Linked DNA regions of Mus musculus: regions 1 and 2 are each linked to region 3. A link is a contact called in public promoter capture Hi-C data. All regions are on one chromosome and are shown on one strand. The core of a region is the stretch at or near the end of the contact, and the rest is flanking DNA. Distances in the headings are between cores, read along the strand shown.

What was found. Promoter capture Hi-C pulls out the DNA fragments that hold promoters and counts their contacts.
Region 1: a promoter capture Hi-C map of liver shows a contact between it and region 3, with 3 times the contacts expected there. The contact joins the promoter of Tcaf2 here to the promoter of Ssbp1 in region 3. A contact is called at or near these places in 2 of 39 promoter capture datasets (both in liver).
Region 2: a contact with region 3 is called in a promoter capture Hi-C map of liver, with 3 times the contacts expected there. The contact joins the promoter of Tcaf1 here to the promoter of Ssbp1 in region 3. A contact is called at or near these places in 3 of 39 promoter capture datasets (the 3T3-L1 cell line, cranial neural crest and liver).

The regions. Positions count from the first base shown.
Region 1 is chr6:42,642,723-42,646,633 of GRCm38.p6, reverse strand. Tcaf2 (TRPM8 channel-associated factor 2) reads left to right here and starts at 1,593. Exons shown (of 8, transcript NM_146174.1): 1 at 1,593-1,754; 2 at 3,529-3,911. The coding sequence starts at 3,543.
Region 2 is chr6:42,707,556-42,711,406 of GRCm38.p6, reverse strand. It overlaps Tcaf1 (TRPM8 channel-associated factor 1), which reads left to right and starts at 1,292. Exons shown (of 9, transcript NM_001355769.1): 1 at 1,292-1,448.
Region 3 is chr6:40,469,689-40,473,403 of GRCm38.p6, reverse strand. Ssbp1 (single-stranded DNA binding protein 1) reads right to left here and starts at 1,989. Exons shown (of 6, transcript NM_028358.2): 1 at 1,945-1,989; 2 at 1,271-1,333. The coding sequence starts at 1,294.

The sequences.
Region 1 (3,911 bases), core at 344-2,843, 2.2 Mb before region 3:
GTTTGTGGGTTCATTTCTGGGTCTTCAATACTATTCCACTACTCTACCTGTCCTTCCATCATGACCAATTACGCTTCATCCCAGGGATGCAGGGATGGTTTAATATACAGAACTCCATCAATGTAATCCACTATATAAAGAAACTCAAAGACAAAAATCACATGATCATCTTGTTGGATGCTGAGAAAGCATTTGACAAAATCCAACACCCCTTCATGATAAAAGCCATGGAAAGTTCAGGAATTCAAGTCCCATGCCTAAACATAATAAAAGCAATCCACAGCAAACCAGTAGCCAACATCAAAGTAAATGGAGAGAAGCTGGAAGCAATTCCACTAAAATCAGGGTCTAGACAAGGCTGCTCACTTTCTCCCTACCTATCAATCTAGTACTTGAAGTCCTAGCCAGAGCAATTCGACAACAAAAGGAGATCAAGGGGATACAAATTGGAAAAAAAGAAGTCAAAATTTCACTATTTGCAGATGATATGATAGTATATATAAGTGACCCTAAAAATTCCACCAGAGAACTCCTAAACCTGATAAACACCTTCAGCGCAGTAGCTGAATATAAAATTAACTCAAACAAATCAGTGTCCTTTCTCTACACAAAAGATAAACAGGATGAGAAAGAAATTAGGGAAACAACACCCTTCACAATAGTCACAAATAATATAAAATACCTTGGTGTGACTCTAACTAAGTGAAAGATCTGTATGACAAGAACTTCAAGTCTCTGAAGAAAGAAATTGAAGAAGATTTCAGAAGATGGAAAGATCTCCCATGCTCATGGATTGGCGGGATTAATATAGTAAAAATGGCTATCCTGCCGAAAGCAATCTACAGATTCAATGCAATCCCCATCAAAATTCCAACTCAATTCTTCACTGAGTTAGAAAGGGCAATTTGCAAATTCATCTGGAATAGCAGAAAACCTAAAATAGCAAAAACTATTCTCAACAATAAAAGAAGTTCTGGGGGAATCACCTGGCCTGACCTCAAGCTGTACTACAGAGCAATTGTGATTAAAAAAAACAAAAACAAACAAACAAACAAAAACTGCATGGTACAGTCATGTTTTCTGCCCAGTGAAAATATCCTGGACCAGATTTCCTGGCCCCAGATTCCCACAGCTGTACTGCCAGTGATGGCCACTAGGCGGCAGGCCCTGAAGCCCAAGCTTGGAGATATTAACAGAGCAATTAGGCACTGGTGTAGCACCAAGCCAGTTGGAGTCAGATTCCCGGTCTGGCAGAGCAACTGTTAGGGGATGCTCGTACATCCGGACTTCTCAGATACTGGAATAGTCCAGCTTCATAGAGGGCTTCCCATCCGGAACAGCCCCACAACTAACCAGTTCCCTGGGTAGCTCATCCAATAGGACAGCCTCGCCTATAACTAACCCTGCCCCGGGATAGCCACGCCCTGGAAAAGATCCGCCCCTGGGAAGCTCCGCCCTCGAGACTCAAATCGGCCCTCAAGAAAGTCTTTCATTTGGGCAGCGGGCTTTCCTATAGCCCCGCCTTCCGCAGCCCCGCCTCTAGAGGCCCCGCCCATGGAAGACCCTTATTCATACTGCAGTCCATTCCTCTGCAGCGACAGTCAGCCGGCAGCAACCTCTGTGGTCTGAATTTTCTGTCCTGGTTTGTTCCGGTGTGGGGCTGAGTGTCCGAGCACTAAGACGACGCTGGGAGGAAATCCTTAAAGTGCCAGAAGGCTACTGGACGCCGTTCCCAACAGTGTATCTGCTCACAGGTATGTTTTTCTTTTAGTTTTATTGGCCTGGAACAGTTTTCTAGTTAACTCAGAACTCCTTTATCTTTGCTCTCTGAACTTGAGTCACGAATTTGAAAAAGGTGTGTGCTCGCGCGTGTAAGCACATTTAGTTTCAGAGTGCTGGGACTGTTTTTGTTTGTTGCTCTTCCTGCCAAACTTGGGAAAAATCAGAGGACTTTCTTTTCAAACAAACTTCATGAGACGTTGAACTTGGAATTCCTGATCTACCTGCTGTCTTTTCCACCCCTAAGCAGATTTCCCACAGTTCACTTTCCTGGAACAGTGCTATGAAGTGGGGGGGGTGAGGCACATAGAGACATGCCAACACCAGTGAACATTTTACCTCACAGAGGAGTGGCTGAAAAGTGACAGGGTTCTTCTATACAGTTCTTAGTCAAGGATATGGAAGGTGGAGATGCATTCCTCAGATTCAGGCCAGGTCATGGCCATGAGCTAAATGGACTGGACTACGCGGATAGATGAAAGGAGATGGGCAACATGAGTTGTTTAACATTTTGTATGAACAGGATGAACAAAGGAGACAGGAGGAACAAGGGAGTCTACCTGAAATCCCAAGTGAAGAACATGGGGAGAAACAAAAAAATGGAAGGAGAGAACTCAACAAGGGGGAGTGTCAGCTGTCTAGATCTGTCTGCTACATAGCTCAACTCTTCCAGGGACCCTCCTAGGACGCACCTCAGAGAGGCCCTGGGCAAGTACCCATGGCTCCCCCCAGTACCTGAAAATTTTCTTAGGATGTCAGCTCACAGCCATTGAAAGGGTGCCCTGTCAATCATGTGAGCGAAGGTGGAGGAGGTCCCCTACGGTGAGCTACTCAGATGTGGGAATAGCGAAGTCTTGTGGATCACCAGCCACACTCCGCACTCAAGGAAAGGAGACAGGGAAGAAAGAGAGAGGCACTCACATTGCGCACTGTACCTATAGCACTTATAGTCTAATCTGTAAAACAATGGTCCTCGGACCTCTGTGATTGGTCTAGAGAGAGAGTCTGAAGTGGCTACTAGGGTAAGCTCAGCTCTCAGCATACCCAGCTTCCAAAAAATTTGAAAAGAACTTTCCCAGGCAGTCAAAATGGGTGGCATGGGGGGTTTCCACTAAGGCAGCTTTGATCATTTGGAAGCTGTTTCCAACAAGGTAAGCAAAGCTGTCAGAAATGATGCACTTTCTGAAAGGTCATGCGATCCCAACTAACGCAGTTTATAACAGGTCATTGTGGCCCTTTTGTCTGAAAGAATAAAACAAACACCAAGTCAGTCCCTGCATTTGATTCATCAGATCCTATGGGAAGCTGCACCTCCTTATCTACCCCAGGACTTGTTCCTCTCTGCCGTTCACTCTGCTGCTGCCCTGGTGTACCTCTTACCAAACTGATCCTCCCACACCATTTCAGGTTTCAGCTTTCTGTTCCTATTCCTACCAGGTCTTTCCTGTCATGCATTCTAAAGCAGTCTTCCTGTCCATAGTTCATCAATAGATAGCAACTGGGGATTGCTGCAGTTGTATTTATTTATTTATTTATTTATTTATTTATTTATAAGCCTACTTATTTAATTGTCTTTACTCTTCTTATAGTTTTGAGTCATAAAAGTGGAATCCTTGTCTGTTTGCGCTTCACTTCATCCTCAAAAGGAGAAACTAATCTATCTTCTGGACCAAAAACATTTAGTTAATTGCCTTCCTTACTGCTTCCTCATTCTGGTTTGACCAACCTGAGTCTCTGCTTCCTTTGTAGCAACGGGCAGAACCATGGCAACAACTCCCGATGCTGCTTTTGAGGCCCTCATGAATGGAGTGACCAGCTGGGATCTCCCTAAAGAATTCACTCCCAGTGAACTCCTTCTTATTGGGGAGGCAGCCTTCCCAGTGATGGTGAATGACAAGGGCCAGGTGCTCATTGCTGTTTCTTTCTATGGCCAAGGCCGCCTGGTGGTCGTATCCCATGAGAGCTACCTGATGCATGCTGGCTTGGCTCCTTTTCTTCTCAATGCAGTGAGCTGGCTCTGCCCCTCCCCAGGGACTCCCATTGAAGTGCATTCTTCCTTAGCATCACTAGTTAACATCCTACGTGGCTCTGGGATAAATGCCTTGGTTCAGCCTGAGCCTGGAGAGGCTCTG
Region 2 (3,851 bases), core at 43-2,542, 2.2 Mb before region 3:
GAGCCTGGTACTGGCTCCCCTCTTTTATCTTTTGCTCCAGGACCCAGCACTACTTGGCAAAGAACATGTAAGTAACATGTAAGTCGGAAGAAGGATGAGCATATGGGCTAGATGTCGATGGAGCTGTGCAAAGACCCCCAGAGAATGATTTGATTTTGAGTTAGGTACCAGTGAGCTGAGCTGAAGGTCAGTGATGAAGGGACCCACATTACAAAGAGGATGTCCTAGTTACAACAGAGTGAACTCAATCAATGTGACAGTACGATGCAATCACCCATGTCTGGAATTACCTGCCCTCTTTCAGGTTAAAGCAGACATTTGCACGATCTTTGTCACATGTAGTCGTAGAGTCCTATTTTAACCCTGATAGAGACAAGTATCACAGAACAGGGCAAAAACATCCTAACATACCTTCGGGGGAAGACACACGACCCCATAGAAACCATATATCATTCTAGAGCATGTTAGGATGCAATGTTACAGGACCAAGAAGTTGTGATCTGGATGGAATTAGGCTTGCTAGTTACCTGACCCTGAGCTGAGAAGTCATTTGGATAGAACCACTGGAATGGATACCAGGGTCCCCTAAGGAACTGAGGGCATCAGAAAGCTGAGAAGATGCCATAGCAGAAGTATAGGGTGGAGTGATGAGGCCACTGCCTCTGCAGACAGGGCAAGTCCCTGAGCAGGCAAAGTCAGATCATTTGAGGCCTACTCTGGAATCTGGAGAAGGGAGGAAAGCAAATCCTCCCATTGATTTTCCCAGCTTTACCCAGTGGAACCTGTGCCAGGCTTCTGATGTACAGAACTGTAAGATGTCGGAAGGGTGTGGCTTAATTCACCTCCTTGTCTGGCAATTTGTTGTAGCCGCCACTATTCACTCATACTTCCAGTTTATGAAACTAAGGAAGATGCAACAGCTTCAAACTCCAGATGTTTGGGATATAACAAAGTGTAGACACACTCTCTTCTACCAAAACTTGACTTTTTCATTAAATTTAATATAGGACCCATAGCTTTAATTCTTCTCTTAATATAATTGTGTATAATTTCTGATAAAAGCTCTCTTGTTTTATCAATGTCTTATTTGTTCACAGTGTTAAGCTGTATGTATGTATGTATGTATGTATGTATGTATGTATGTATGTATGTATGTGTTTTAGAAATTGGCCAGCTGCACATCCAAGCCTTGGAGCAGAAATTGACATAAAGGAGAGCCTCTAAGGTCTGGGGGCAGAGAGCGGAGCACCGCCCACATCCCCGTGTAGCCAATCAGTTCTCAGGACGGCCCATTGCTTGCTCCCCCTTCTCTGCCAGTGACTTTCCACGTCCCCCATCCACTGGTCCACCGCCTATTCCCTTGCAGGCCTGAAGCTTCTTCCCCTTGGGTAGCTTCCTCCTTTGCTGTTGTGCCTCCGAATCAGCACTTCAGGGAACAGCGACGCAGAGTGAGTCTGGCTCCGCGATAGGGTCTGCACCAGGAGAGGCCTGCGATGACAAAGGCCACTGCCAGAAGGGTGGGGTGCTTCGCGGGGAAGGGGGCAGGAGGTGGCGAGTGCCTGGGGCTGCGTGGGGGGCTGGTGTGGGCAACTCGGGCGTGCGGAGGTGGCTGATGCATTCCACATTGAGACCTTCCTCTCTGTCTCTTTCTGAGCTTTCCGCTGCTTTAGATATCTCCTTCAGTCTTCCTGCATTGTTATCCCTTCGCCAGCCAGGAACCCCCTCCCAGCCGTTTCCCATTTCCTTATTGAGTGGTTTGTGTTCAGCAGGGAGCCTTTGGGATTTGATGAAAGGAACCTCAGAGGTTGCGGAAGGAGACTCCACACAGAATTCTTTAAGGGCCACAGTCCCTGCTTAGCCTCCTTTACCCGCCCCCAGGTAAAAGTCCTCTCCATGTCCTTTAAGCACCCAGGGGCCTGGAGTATATTTGCTCTGAGAGGTGGGTGGGAGGATGTGGGCAGGGTGCTGCTGAAATGGGTGTGGGGCTTCTGGAGAACGCAGGTCTGGACCGCCTTCGGCCTGCAGCAGCAGGGGCTTAGATTATCCAGTTGGCAGATACACAACCCCCCACCCCCCGCAGGCCTTCTGGGTTGGCCCAACCTGAAATGAAGGACAAAAATGGAAGAGGGGGAAAAAGGATCTTGCCAATTAGACAATCGTGGAAACGTGGAGGAAGAATCTCTTAAAGAGATGAACCAATGTCTCTTGTCTATGGGCTGACCCGCTAACCATTTGTCCATTCTCCAAAGGATTTGCAAAGTGATTGCGTTTCAGCTAGCTCTTCACTCTGTTTTGCGTTGCTTTAAAGACTTAAGAATAAAATGAATGCTTATCATTCCAAAGTGGTCTAATCTACAAGATAGTGAAATAAACGCTTGGCCGTCTTGTAAGTAAAAAAATAAGGCTTGAATACCATAATGGAGGGTCTCATTTCTGCCCTTCCCTGCCTGAGACTTGGCATCCTTCGCGATTTTCCTTTCAACTACGCCGTTTTCATAGTTCTACTCTTATGTGTAAAACATACATGGGTTGCTTTATGATTTTGTCATGCTTTCATTCATGAATATTATCCTGTATATTCTTATAGCTCTAGGATTAATCCTTGCTTATACTTCCTTCATTTTTATTTCTAATTGGTTTAATACCCTATAGTTATTCTACCATTGAGCATTTAGGTTTCTCACTTGGGGAAATGTATTCATTTTTTTTAATGTGACAAGCTATCCCAACACATAACAGTATAAGATCAATAATAAACAACTACAAAGCCACTTCTAATATTTCTTTACCACCTGCCAGTTTCTGTGGATCTAGACTGGAGTCTCTGGAGGTTCTCACACACTGTAGTAAAGGGGTATTGGCTCAGCCTGACTCAAGGGTCATTGGAACTAACACAGGACTGTTGTAAACTTGGGATCTCCCTGATTTGGGCCAGGCATGTCTTTCTCTGCAGTGAGGGCCTCATTACAAAGGCTTGCTGTGACATAAGTTTTTGCTCCTTCTACCCCAACCCTAGAGTGAGGGTTTGCCAAAAGAGAGAGAAGAACCATATTACCCTTTTCTTCTCTAATCTCAAAAATGGCATCTATTTTTGTCACTTCCATTCTTTAGAAGTGATTGACCCTCCCACCCCCACCCTATATATACACTCAAGGGGTGGATTTCACATGAGAATGGACACCTGCAGACAAACATTAAAATGACTACCTACCATGGCAACCACATAATGTCCTTTAACACCCATGACTATGTGTGCAAGTGCTTTTTTACTGTGTGCTTCCAAGAGTAGAAAAAATAGGTCATAGGATTCATAATATATTCAGCTTTAATAGGTTATTTCCAAGATCTTCCTCAAGTGCCAAACTATTTGGCACTCCCTCCAGCAAAGGGTCAGAAATCTTGATGTTCCACAAACCTGTCATAACAAATTACATTTTTAGTCTGGAGAGTTATGTAGTAGTCCCATTCCAGTAGGATTTTACTTAGCATTTCCAGGCAGCCAGTAAGACGGGCTGCCTTTTGTATTTGCTGATCAAGTATTCAGCTTTCTGTCTTCCTTTCTGATACCTGATTTGTACTTATTCTCCTAGGAAGTTGTTTTTCTGTACCTAATTGACTCATTGGAGTCTTTTCTTTGTACAATCCATGTCTCAGTCAATATCTAAGTCATTGTATGTGCTACAAATGTCTGCTTCCAGACTGCTTCTGAGATTTTCTCTTTATCTCTCCATGTGTCTCAGTGAAATTTTTACGTTTAAGTTACTGGAACTTTCGTTTATCATTTGTTCATAATTGTATCTTCAAGAAAGAAGGGGAAAAAAAGAATTGTATATTCAAGGAGTGGGAGAGAT
Region 3 (3,715 bases), core at 740-3,239:
ACAGGTTACCACATTATGATTTCTAAACCTAGCTTTTTAAAAATTCCAATTGGGACCTCTTTCCTTCCCTGGTCTTTTAATACCGGCCTTCTCTCTCCATACCACTCAAATGAACACCTTTTCCTGGAGTGATTTTAGCTATATACTATCACTAAGAATAAATATAAGAATAAGATGTTACACGATACAGGACCAAAATGCTACTCAGTTCCTTTGTCACGATCACAGAAAATACTAATGTGACAGATTCAGAAGAGCCAGTGTTCATTAAATGTTATAAAATAACAATATGCCTCATCTTAGGAACATACACATAATCTAGTAGAAAAGAAGAAATAGGGAGAGGATTATTTCAATACCCTCAAAATGCAAACTTACTTCCCATTTGGTTTAAAAAGATACTATAGTATAACTTCAATTTTAAAAGGCTCAGAGTATGTGTGGATTACAGTAAGGAGCTAAGGATAGACCAACTTAAGAGTAGGATGGGGAAGACAACAGACTTTTATAACGAATTTGACTCATTAGTCTTAAGAGGAGAAGAAAAGTAATAGATTTTACATTAGGAGAATTTACAAGACTTGGTACCCACGTGCCACACTGAGGAAAAATGGTAATTAAGGCCTGCTTAAGGCTGGCTAGAGTAGAGGACACCCGACTAGATTGCAGAATGGTCATGAATTTGTGGCAAGAAGTGAGCTCTGCTCTCTGGATAGCAAGATGGGAGTGGGGAGGAGAGGGGCCAGAAGGTCATAAAAGACCAGAGCCATATGGGACAAGGTTAGAAGAAATCAGGTGCGATGGGGCAGGCCTGAAATACCATCGGTGACAAAGTAGAAGCAGGAGGAGGAAGGTTCTTGGTCATCTCAGCCTAACAGTGAGTCTCAAGATAGTCTTAACTATGAGTGGCTGTCTCAAAAACAGCAAAACAAAAATGATAATAATAACTTACATAATTAAATGAATACTCTGATCTAAGCACTGGTAACAAATATTTACTAAATTAAATTCATGAGGTGTACTACATATGCGAATACACTTTAAAAATCATTTTTGATTCAGTAAACATTATGAGCTTCACACACACATAAACACACACACACACAAAATCCCTTCTGAATCTCCCACATCAAATAAACACATAGAACACGCTGGATAGGCGTAAGAATCTCGTGCTTATGTATGCAAAATCGAAAAGCAACAAAACAAAACATGGCTATAGACTATGGAAACACGGTTGGAGCACTCACTAATGTAGAAAAGTGACTACCTGTAACACAGGTCTTCGAAACATGGCTTCTGTTTTTCTTACAACCTAATCTTTAGGCTTTTCCTAAAGGAAAGAAAGAAAAGAGAAAAATGATAAATCAAGAAACTACAGTATCCATCAAGAACACACATGCTCTCTAGTCCTAAATCCTAAGCGCGTCCAGCTTCTCGTGCACCCAATTTGCAACCGCATTTTTTGCACGTGTGGGGAGTTCCTTTCTTTTTGAAAACAAAAACTGAGCGAGACAAAAGAAACTCTGTGGTTCTGGGTCTCAACCAGCAGAAAAGAGGGGAAAAACCTGTTCTCACTTGCAATCCATTGTCTGCTAGATTTCTTTACAATAGAAGTTGTCTCGGACATTTTTTTTTCCAACTTGTTCTGTTATTCTAGACCCCTAAAACTGTCTCTACAAACAGTGCGGGCACAGTAAACGCTACTCCGAAAGGACGCAAATCAGTGCCTTCGTCCCCGTTAGCGCTGAGTAAGCCCGGCTCCCCAGCCTCGCCGCGGGGGCAAGAGGCTGCTCTTCCCCCAAAGTGGCGCTCGCGAGCAGCACAGGGAACGGCGGGGGACACTCGGACTCCAGCGAGGAGCCGCACAACTCCTCCCGAGCCCCGCACGCGCCCGTGCACTCGGGAAACACAACTTCGTGCCAGCCTTCTCCCCTCCCTCACCGGACACGCAGAGCCCGACCGCCAGCGGCTCGCTTCCGGCGCACGGAGCCCGCAAAGCTCGCGAGATGCAAGGAAAGACAGGAAATCTCTGAAGTGCGTCGTTGAAATGCCGCCGGCTGATGTCGCCGGAAACACGACCCCTCAATTTAGAAGTGCCAGGAACTTCTGTCCAGGCGGAAGTGGGCGGATCAACGATGCCACCTGTGGGTAGTTTTACGATTTTGGTTTTGTTTTTTTGTTGTTTGGTTTGGTTTAGTTTGGTTGTTGGGGTTTTTTGTTTTGTTTTGTTTTTCCTGATCTCCACCCTCGCTCCGGTAGTGGCCCCGCACTGGCTAACCAAACTCTGGCCAGAACTCTATTCCCAGCCCTAAATTGAAATTATTTGATGTTCCCAGCCTGGGAAAGGGAGTGAGGTAGGTGAAATAAAACATATTTGAGCCCCTGGAGGAACTAAAACCGACACAAGTCTCCTAATGCAGTAAGACTGAAGAATTAATTGCTGTCAAAACCTCGGTGATCTAGATATGTTAACATGTTAAGTCAAAAAATTCAAGAAACACGTGAGGAGCAAAATTTTTAACATCTTTATTAAGTACCGGTCCCAAACTGTGCCTAAGGCACAAGAGAAATGCGCCCTTATATTATGTATTTGTATATATGTTTTCCCTAAAACATTAAAAGTTTATGAAATTCCAAAACATTTTGAAGAAGTGTTAAAAGTCAAAACGTTGCTTTATTTTAAAGCAAAGTGTAATTAAGATTTTACTTTTATAGAAAGAAACTGATCAGTATTTTTTAGATTTTTTTTTTTCATTTTGTGTTTCAATTCTACATCTTTGGCAGTTATTCTAGATGGAAAAGCTTAAAAGAAAGAAAGAGAGAGAGAGAGAGAGAGAGAGAGAGAGAGAGAGAGAGAGAGAAAGAGAAAAGAAAAAAGACACTGTCTCGCTGTGTATCCCTGGCTGGCCTGAAACTTGGATCTCATGTAGACCAGACCAGGCTTGTCTCTAACTCCCAGAGATTCCCCTTGCTGCATCTACCTCCCTAGTGCTGTGATTAAAGGCATGTGCCATCACATCCAGCACTCAGTGACAGTCTTAAACAATCTCAAGTAACTTAAGCTTGTTGATCTTGTATTTGGTAATATCATGTTCATAGTAAAATTTCTTAGTTTTAACATTTCCAAAATACTGCATTGAGACATCTTTTCTTTTGATTGCTGACTTTCTTTTGCTCCTCTAAATCCTATGTTGTTTACCCTAATCCTGGCCCTAGTGAAGTAACGCACTTATGAATCCTACAAATTAAGGAACCCAAGGCAACAAGATTCAGTGGGGCTCCAGTGTTAGACAGAAGGGAACTCCAAACCATTCAAACAGACACACTGCCTCCTAAGGTCCATTCTTTCTGATTTTAGGAGGGGGGGGGGTCTGAATTATTGTCTGGCTCACTAGTGACGCCTTTATAGATGTTTACTTCCCTGTACTTTTACCTTTACAAAGTTGATTTCCTGAAATAACGAGGCACTGAATTGGACAGGGACACACACACACACCCTAGTAATAAGAAGACATCCCACCTGCTACATTAGTTCAATGGTTTCCTCTTTATGAGCTTTGGAGGCAAGACAAAGGAAAAACAAAGTTGCTCCTTTTCCTCCAGAGAGAAATCCCGCCCGCCCACCTCGCAAGCTTTGTTTCAGTGGTCCCAGACTTGAACTGTGGAGTAAATCTTAACTCTGTTTCCCCATTGCAGACATCTATTGGCTCAT